Linked DNA regions of Macaca mulatta: region 1 is linked to region 2. The links are chromatin contacts, called in public Hi-C maps. All regions are on one chromosome and are shown on one strand. The core of a region is the stretch at or near the end of the contact, and the rest is flanking DNA. Distances in the headings are between cores, read along the strand shown.

Evidence for each region. Hi-C and Micro-C count contacts between places; a contact is called where the count stands out from the background.
Region 1: a Hi-C map of fetal cortex germinal zone shows a contact between it and region 2, with 4 times the contacts expected there. The contact joins the promoter of ABCA1 here to the enhancer-like site in region 2. A contact is called at or near these places in 6 of 14 Hi-C or Micro-C datasets (CD4 T cells, blood, cortical neurons and 3 more).

What each region holds. Positions count from the first base shown.
Region 1 is chr15:53,463,292-53,466,799 of T2T-MMU8v2.0, forward strand. ABCA1 (ATP binding cassette subfamily A member 1) reads left to right here and starts at 1,980. Exons shown (of 50, transcript XM_015117158.3): 1 at 1,980-2,206.
Region 2 is chr15:53,417,085-53,420,936 of T2T-MMU8v2.0, forward strand. No RefSeq gene overlaps it. Among named protein-coding and RNA genes, the nearest start is that of ABCA1, 46 kb to the right of the region's middle. Within about 2 kb of position 1,802, at least 31 of the 40 cell types and tissues checked have an H3K27ac peak or open chromatin away from gene starts, as enhancers often do. A contact at or near this core is called in blood, cortical neurons, fetal cortex germinal zone and 1 more, where this site is marked.

The DNA.
Region 1 (3,508 bases), core at 730-3,229, 46 kb after region 2:
AAAGATGAAACAGAGGCAGAAAGACTTTACCTAAATTGCTCATCATGTGGTTGTCAAGATTGACCCCAAAACTCAATTTATTGACCAAGGTTATTCTTTGACTGAGGCAAGGGGGTCCCCTCTCTTGGGCCTTGGACTTTAGAAAGCTCATCTCTGGCCTTTCTGAGATCCACCTCTCTCTTCCTTTTTTTTTTTTTTTCTTGACACGGAGTCTTGCTCTGTCACTCAGGCTGGAGTGCAGTGGTGTGATCTCAGCTCACTGTAACCTCTGCCTCCCAGGTTCAAGCGATTCTCCTGCCTCAGCCCCCTGAGTAGCTGGGATAACAGGCACCCGCCACCATGGGATAACAGGCACCCGCCACCATGTCTGACTAATTTTTGTATTTTTAGTAGAAACTGGGTTTCATCATGTTGGCCAGGTTGGTTTCGAACTCCTGACCTCAGATGATTTGCCCACCTTGGCCTCCCAAAATGCTGGGATTACAGGCATGAGCCACTGCGCCCGGCTTAGATCCATCCCTTTCTAAGGGCAAACAGTCCATGGTGCAAAGGGGCCATGCCACCCAGAGTTATGAGTACCTGGGACTCCAGAATTCCTTGCCTTGTGGCCTCCACGTGCACTTCCAGGGCCTGCTTGGGCCTCTTCTATGGGTCTGTCCTGAGTGTTGATAGAACCACTGATGTGGGTACCTGGGCTTGAGCTGTAGCCTGGAGATCCTGTTGACTGTAGCCTGGAGGGGGCTTGTGCAGCTGAGTGTCTGCATGCAGGTGGTGGGAGTTCTGGAATATAATGGAGCTGGAGGTGGGAAGAGAAGTAGGCTTGGGGCGCTCTCTCATGCCACCTCATTCTGACCAAAACTCAGGTCAAACTGTGGAGTCTAAACGTGAATCTACACAAGGTGGTTACAAAGGTATCTTTGTCAAGGCAGGAGACATTTAGTTTGTTGGCTTGATGGATGACTTAAATATTTAGACATATGGTGTGTAGGCCTGCATTCTTGCTCTTGCCTTTTTTTTTTTTTTTGGCCCCTCCAATGTTTTGGATGGTTTTGCTCCCTACAGGCAAAGGCAAACAGAAGTTGGAGGTCTGGAGTGACTACATAATTTTACACGACTGCAATTCTCTGGCTGCACTTTACAAATGTATACAAGCTAAATACAAGTCCTGTGTTTTTATCACAGGGAGGCTGATCAATATAATGAAAATTAAAAGGGGGCTGGTCCATATTGTTCTGTGTTTTTGTCTGTTTCTTTTTTTGTTTTTGTGGCCTCCTTCCTCTCAATTTATGAAGAGAAGCAGTAAGATGTTCCTCTCAGGTCCTCTGAGGGACCTGGGGAGCTCAGGCTGGGAATCTCGAAGGCAGTAGGTCGCTATCAAAAACTAAAGTCAAGGTTTGTTGGGGGGGGGGGGGAAACAAAAGCAGCCGGTTACCCAGAGGACCAGCCTAGGTCTTTGAAAGGTACCAAAAGACAAAATGATTGGCGTCCTGAGGGGGATTCCGTATGGAGCTCCCTCTCCCCCAATCCCTCCCTCCGGCTGAGGAAACTAACAAACGAAAAAAAGATTGCGGAAAGCACGATTTAGAGGAAGCAAATTCCACTGGTGCCCTTGGCTGCCGGGAACATGGACTAGAGAGTCTGCGGCGCAGCCCCGAGCTCAGCGCTTCCCGCGGGTCTTAGGCCGGCGGGCCCCGGCGGGGAGCGGGGGCGCAGACCGCGGACCCTGAGACACCTGATGCACCCTCCACCCCCACCCCACCCACCTCCTCCCAACTCCCTAGCAGCTTCACCGGCGGCTGAACGTCGCCCGTTTAAGAGGCGGGCCGCGGCTCCACGTGCTTTCTGCTGAGTGACTGAACTACATAAACAGAGGCCGGGAAGGGGGCGGGGAGGAAGGCGAGAACAGGCTTTGACCGATAGTAACCTCTGCGCTCCGGGCAGCCGAATCTATAAAAGGAACTAGTCTCGGCAAAAACCCCGTAATTGCGAGCGAGAGTGAGTGGGGCCGGGACCAGCAGAGCCGAGCCGACCCTTCTCTCCCGGGTTGCGGCAGGGCAGAGCAGGGCGGGGGGCTCTGCGCACCAACAGGACTAGTTCTCAGGGCGCTTTGCTCCTTGTTTTTTCCCCTCGTTCTGTTTTCTCCCCTTCTCCGGAAGGCTTGTCAAGGGGTAGGAGAAAGAGACGCAAACACAAAAGTGGAAAACAGGTAAGAGGCTCTCCAGTGACTTATTGGGCGTTATTGTTTTGTTGCGAGGCCAAGGAAGCTTCGGGAAGCTCTCGGTTTCGGGGACTTTGATCCGGAGCCCCGCATGCCCACCACTTGCAACCCAAATGGGACCCGGGGCGGCGTAAATGGGAAGAGGATGTCCTAGGACGAGCTCTGGCGACCCCAGGACTGCGCTGCTGCGCTCGGGACTCGCCCGGCGGTGGAGACTTGGGGAGCATCTCTGGGCGTGGAGACCCGGGCGCAGTACCCCGGGCTCAGAGGGGTCGGGGGTGCCCGGGAGTGCTGAGGTCGCTGCTGCCGGGTGGGGAGAGTTGCAGGTCCGGCACGGAGCGCTTCTTTGTTCGGAGGGGCCTGAGTTGGCTAGAAACCCCTCTGGTTGCGGGTCGGCCAGTACCTACGGAGACAAATGCCAGCACTGAGTTCTCACTTGGTTCTTAAGAAGCTGGTCTGTTCTGACCTGGGAATCTGCTGTATGCACCCCGGGACTGGAGCAGCGCGTCCTTTTTCCCGAGAACTCGAGTTGGAGGTGTCCCAAACGGGGTCCGTGGTGCTATTACTCACTAGAGGCCTTGGGGCTTTGTGACCTGAGGGGTAGGGAGGTCCTGCCTACAGTCTCGGTGCGCTCAGCCGAGCTGGTGTCCCTGGCGCAGAGCGCGGAACGAGTTTCTTTCTTTTCTTTTTTTCTTTGAGTCTTGCTCTGTCGCCCAGGCTGGAGTGCAATGGAGCGATCTCCGCTCACTGCAACCTCTGCCTCCCGGGTTCAAGCGGTTCTCCTGCCTCAGGCTCCTGAGTAGCTAGGATTACAGGCGCGTCACCACACCCAGCTAATTTTTGTATTTTTAGTAGAGACGAGGTTTCAACTTGATGGCCAGGCTGGTCTCGAACCCCGGACCTCAGGTGATCCACCGGTCTCGGCCTCCCAAAGTGCTGGGATTACGGGCGTGAGCCACCGCGCCCGGCCGAGTTTTGTTTCTTCTAAATACAAGACTTAGGAGAGCCTGCGGAAACCCGGAGGTGGGGTGCCCAATCCTCCCTCCCCCACGTTCCCTGCCGCCCCATCTTCCAGACCCTTGCCGTTGGTCTCTTGGGGCAGCTTCTGCCTGGGCGCAGATGGGGAAGCTGGGGCGAGGTGGTGCTGTGGAATGACCGGGAATAACCCCGGCGGGCGGCGCAGAACTCGGAGCTCCGCCGCGGGGCTGGGCTGGGCTCTGCCTTGAGGGTGGGGGTGCTGGGCGCGCGGGCTGCGGTGGCCCCCGGAGACTAGCCCGCAGCGCCTCCTGG
Region 2 (3,852 bases), core at 552-3,051:
TTTTTTTTTCTTTTTGGTTGCAGGAAGGTGTTGGGGGGCGGATGGAGTCTTGCTCTGTTGCCAGGCTGGAGTGTAGTGGAGCAATCTCAGCTCACTGCAACCTCCACCTCCCAAGTTCAAGCGATTCTCCTGCCTCAGCCTGCCAAGTAGCTGGGAATACAGGCATGGGCCACCACACCCAGCTAATTTTGTATTTTTAGTAGAGACAGGGTTTCACCATGTTGGCCAGGATGATCTCCATTTCTTGACCTCGTGATCCGCCCGCCTCAGTCTCCCAAAGTGCTGGGATTACAGGTGTGAGCCACTGTGCCCAGCCTACCTCTATTTTCATCTCCACCTCTCCCAACAGACATGAAGGTCAGAGACTGAACTATGCATTCATCATTTGTATGTCTATTTGACATGTATCGAAAGGCCACTACATGTTAGCACTTCTAATACAATGGTGAACAAAATAGTGCTGCAGCTTCTCAAGCAAGGCAGGCAGGCCAGGTGTGGTGGCTTACATCTGTAATCCCAGAACTTTGGGAGGCTGAAGCAGGAGGATCACTTGAGCCCAGAAGTTTGAAACTGGCCTGAGTAACATAGTGAGACCTCCTCTAATTTTTTTTTTTTAATTAGCTGGGCATGGTGGTGCATGCCTGTAGTCCCAGCTACTCCAGAGGCTGAGGTGGGAGAAGGATTGCTTGAGCCCAGGAGTCTGAACTTGCAGTGAACTATGATCACGCCACTGCACTTCAACCTGGGTGACAGAGGGAGACCCTGTCTCAAAGAAATAAAGAAAAGAAAAAAACAGGCAAACAAGCAATCATATAACAAACTGTGGCTAACCCTATCCTTTGGGAAATACAGAATACTTTATAGGACAGCCTGGTGTCCTTGGGGGAAAGGAACCTTTTAACTTAAGATCTGATGTACATCTTTCCAGGGCCCAGCACAAAGTATGTGCTCAATCTGAAACATTACCCTAGGCAAAATCCTGCGGGCTTGCTGGAGAGGTCACTCACTAAGGGGCAATTGCTAGTCAATTTAAGAGTGATTGTGGTGAGCCAGGGGCTCAGGGCCTGAGCATTCAGAAAGCCAGCTAGCGTCAGGTGCAGCTGGTCACCTCCTTCAGCTCTTTCTGACGCATTTGTGAAGTGGTAGGAAAAACAATAGACTTAGAACTCCTGTAGGGTTCAGTCCTGGGGTTCTGCCACTGATTACATTCGTGTGTTCTCACTTGTCCTTTTGTATAATGATGCCATCTTCCAGAGCAAAGGAAGCTATGAAAGCCTGTTGCAAATGTAAGGACATGGAATCTATTTATCTAATCTATCGCCTGGCTGTCTCAATTTGTAGGGGAAGAAGAGGGCAGGGTAAACAATAAGCTTAGAAGAGCTGGCAGGGGCACTGCCTTGTAGGGCCTGTGCCTCAAGCCTTTTGTTGTCTCGCATGATCTGGATTTGGCAAGGAGGGGGCAGCTTGAATTCCAGGCGGGCTAAAAGGCCTTGGCTGAGAAGGTCTAACGGATTTCACAACACAGTATGGAAAGGCTTCCCACGAAGCGATCGGGGTGGGGGATGGGGAAAGCTGCAATTCTGCAAACTGGGAAAGGGTAGGAGGTGGGAGGTTCCCGAAAGCCAGGATGGAGTAGCGATTAAAACCCTTGATTACTGACACTACCCAGCACCCCCAACCGACCCCCTCCAAATCTCTGCCTTAACAACCGCAGCCTACAAGCAATGTTATCACAAACTTGCACCGCAGGCCCTACCTCTGAGCCCAGCCAGCCCTAAGGGATCAGCCAGCCCTTGAAAGGCGCGGGAGGAGCGGCCCCCACCTCCGCCAGCCGCGCATGCGCGCCGCTTACTCTGCGTTCCAACACCTTCTAACACTCATCAACGGCGCCCCGATCCGCAGATTAAAGGATCCTTCTCCCCTTTTATCCCCGGCTGTGCCCCATGCTCAATACACGGCAACTCCAGAGTCCGTAGGCAGCTGTGCAGTGTGGGGGCGGGGGAGGGGGGCAAAGGAAACGAGTCAAGAAGCTCTCAGGCCTGGCTCGAAACTACAACTCCCAGCAGACCCCGCGCCTCCCCGCCTTCTTGTGGGCGGGCCGAGGGGGGGGGACAGCGGCTTAAAGCGGCGACATCGCTACGTGTTTGGACGGCTGGGTGCATGCTCCGCGCTTTGTGAGCCGGCGGTGGGAGGGTGGAGAGAGCGTTGGCATCTTTCTGTCTTTGCCTGTTGTACCTGAACTAGTAAACAGCACAGTTGAAATAACCTCTGAGCGCGTTTAGAGGCGTCTCTCAGGTTCAGCAACTTGTTGCCCCTACTTCACAAATTCTGCATCGTTGGTTTAGCAAATGAGAACCTGAAAAATCGCCTGTATGTTAAATTCCTATCTTTCTTCCTTCGTTCTTTCTTTTCTTTTCTTCTTTTCTTTCTTTCTTTCTTTTTTTTCTTTTCTCTCTTTTTTTTTTTTATTTCTTGACGTAGCCTCACTCTGTTGCCCAGGCTGGAGTGCAGTGGTGTGATCTCGGCTCACTGCAACCTTTGCATCCCAGATTCAAGAGAGTCTCCTGTCTCAGCCTTCCAAGTAGCTGGTATTACAGGCACGCCCCACTACCGCCCAGCTAATTTTTGTATTTTTAGTGGAGACTGGGTTTCACCATGTCAGCAAGGCTGGCCTTGAACTCCTGACCTCAGGTGATCCACCCACCTTGAGCTCCCACAGTGCAGGAATTACAGCCGTGAGCCACCACGCCCGGCTAACTTCCTGTAAAAATAAATTATTTTCCCTACCATGTCCAAGCAACACTTTTTTTTTCCTAGTTTGCAGGTGTCAATGGTTGATGTTTACTATCACTTATTTTCCCTGAAGACTCAAACACACAAAAAAGAGGGGAGTCTGTTTAAAGAAATTTTGCAGTGAATCATCCTGAAAACTTAAAAGCTTGTTTTGATAAGTTTTATACTTTAATTTTCTAACTTTTGTAATGAAGTGTCTTTAAAATGCAGGACACTTGAAATCCCTTTTTAAAGTGCAGAGTTAAAAATCTGTTTTAAGTGGTATTCTAGTTTTTGAATAGGACGCAGAGGAGTTTAAAGTTTAAAGAGGTTTAAGATCTACTCTTTGCTTCTTGCTAATGATGCAAAACGGTGGTTCTTAGAGGGCACGAGAGATAGCTACCTTCCAGAATAGTGCTATTGGCCTGCATGACTATAATGGGTTTCTAGAACAGAGTGGTTTAGACTGTGACTTCTTGCAGTCGCTAATGAACATCCTCCACATGCTAACGATGAACTCCTTTTGTTTTTGTTTGTTTGTTTGTTCCAAACAAATACAATTTAAAGGCCTCCAAGGGAGTCATTTGGGAACTTGAATGCAGAATGGTTTAGAGTTGGATTTTTTCTTTGTTTTTGGAGTTAGCTTCAGCCTGCTGTTTTATGACTATGTATGTGTTCACTCTATTTAGTGTGGCATTTATAGATATCATGAAATTGATCAACTTGGCCAAAAGTTAACAAGATATATAATTTGTTCTTTGTGTGGAGCAGCCCAGCAATAGGCATACTGAAAAATGGAAATACTAGTTGATGTATAGTGATTTTGATCGCTAGAGCAGCTATTGTGTTCTGAACAGACCCCCTGTACATTGTGAAACATTAATAGGGAGGAAGCAATACTCGTGATATTTGGTAATATTTAGATTTTTCCTTTTTTTTTTTTTTTTTTTTTTTTTGAGATACAGTCTTGCCCTGCTGCCCAGGCTGGAGTGCAATGGTGCAATCTTGGCTCACTGCAGCATCCACTTCCTGGGTTCAGGCAATTCTCCTGCCTCAGCCTCCTGAGTATCTGGGATTTCA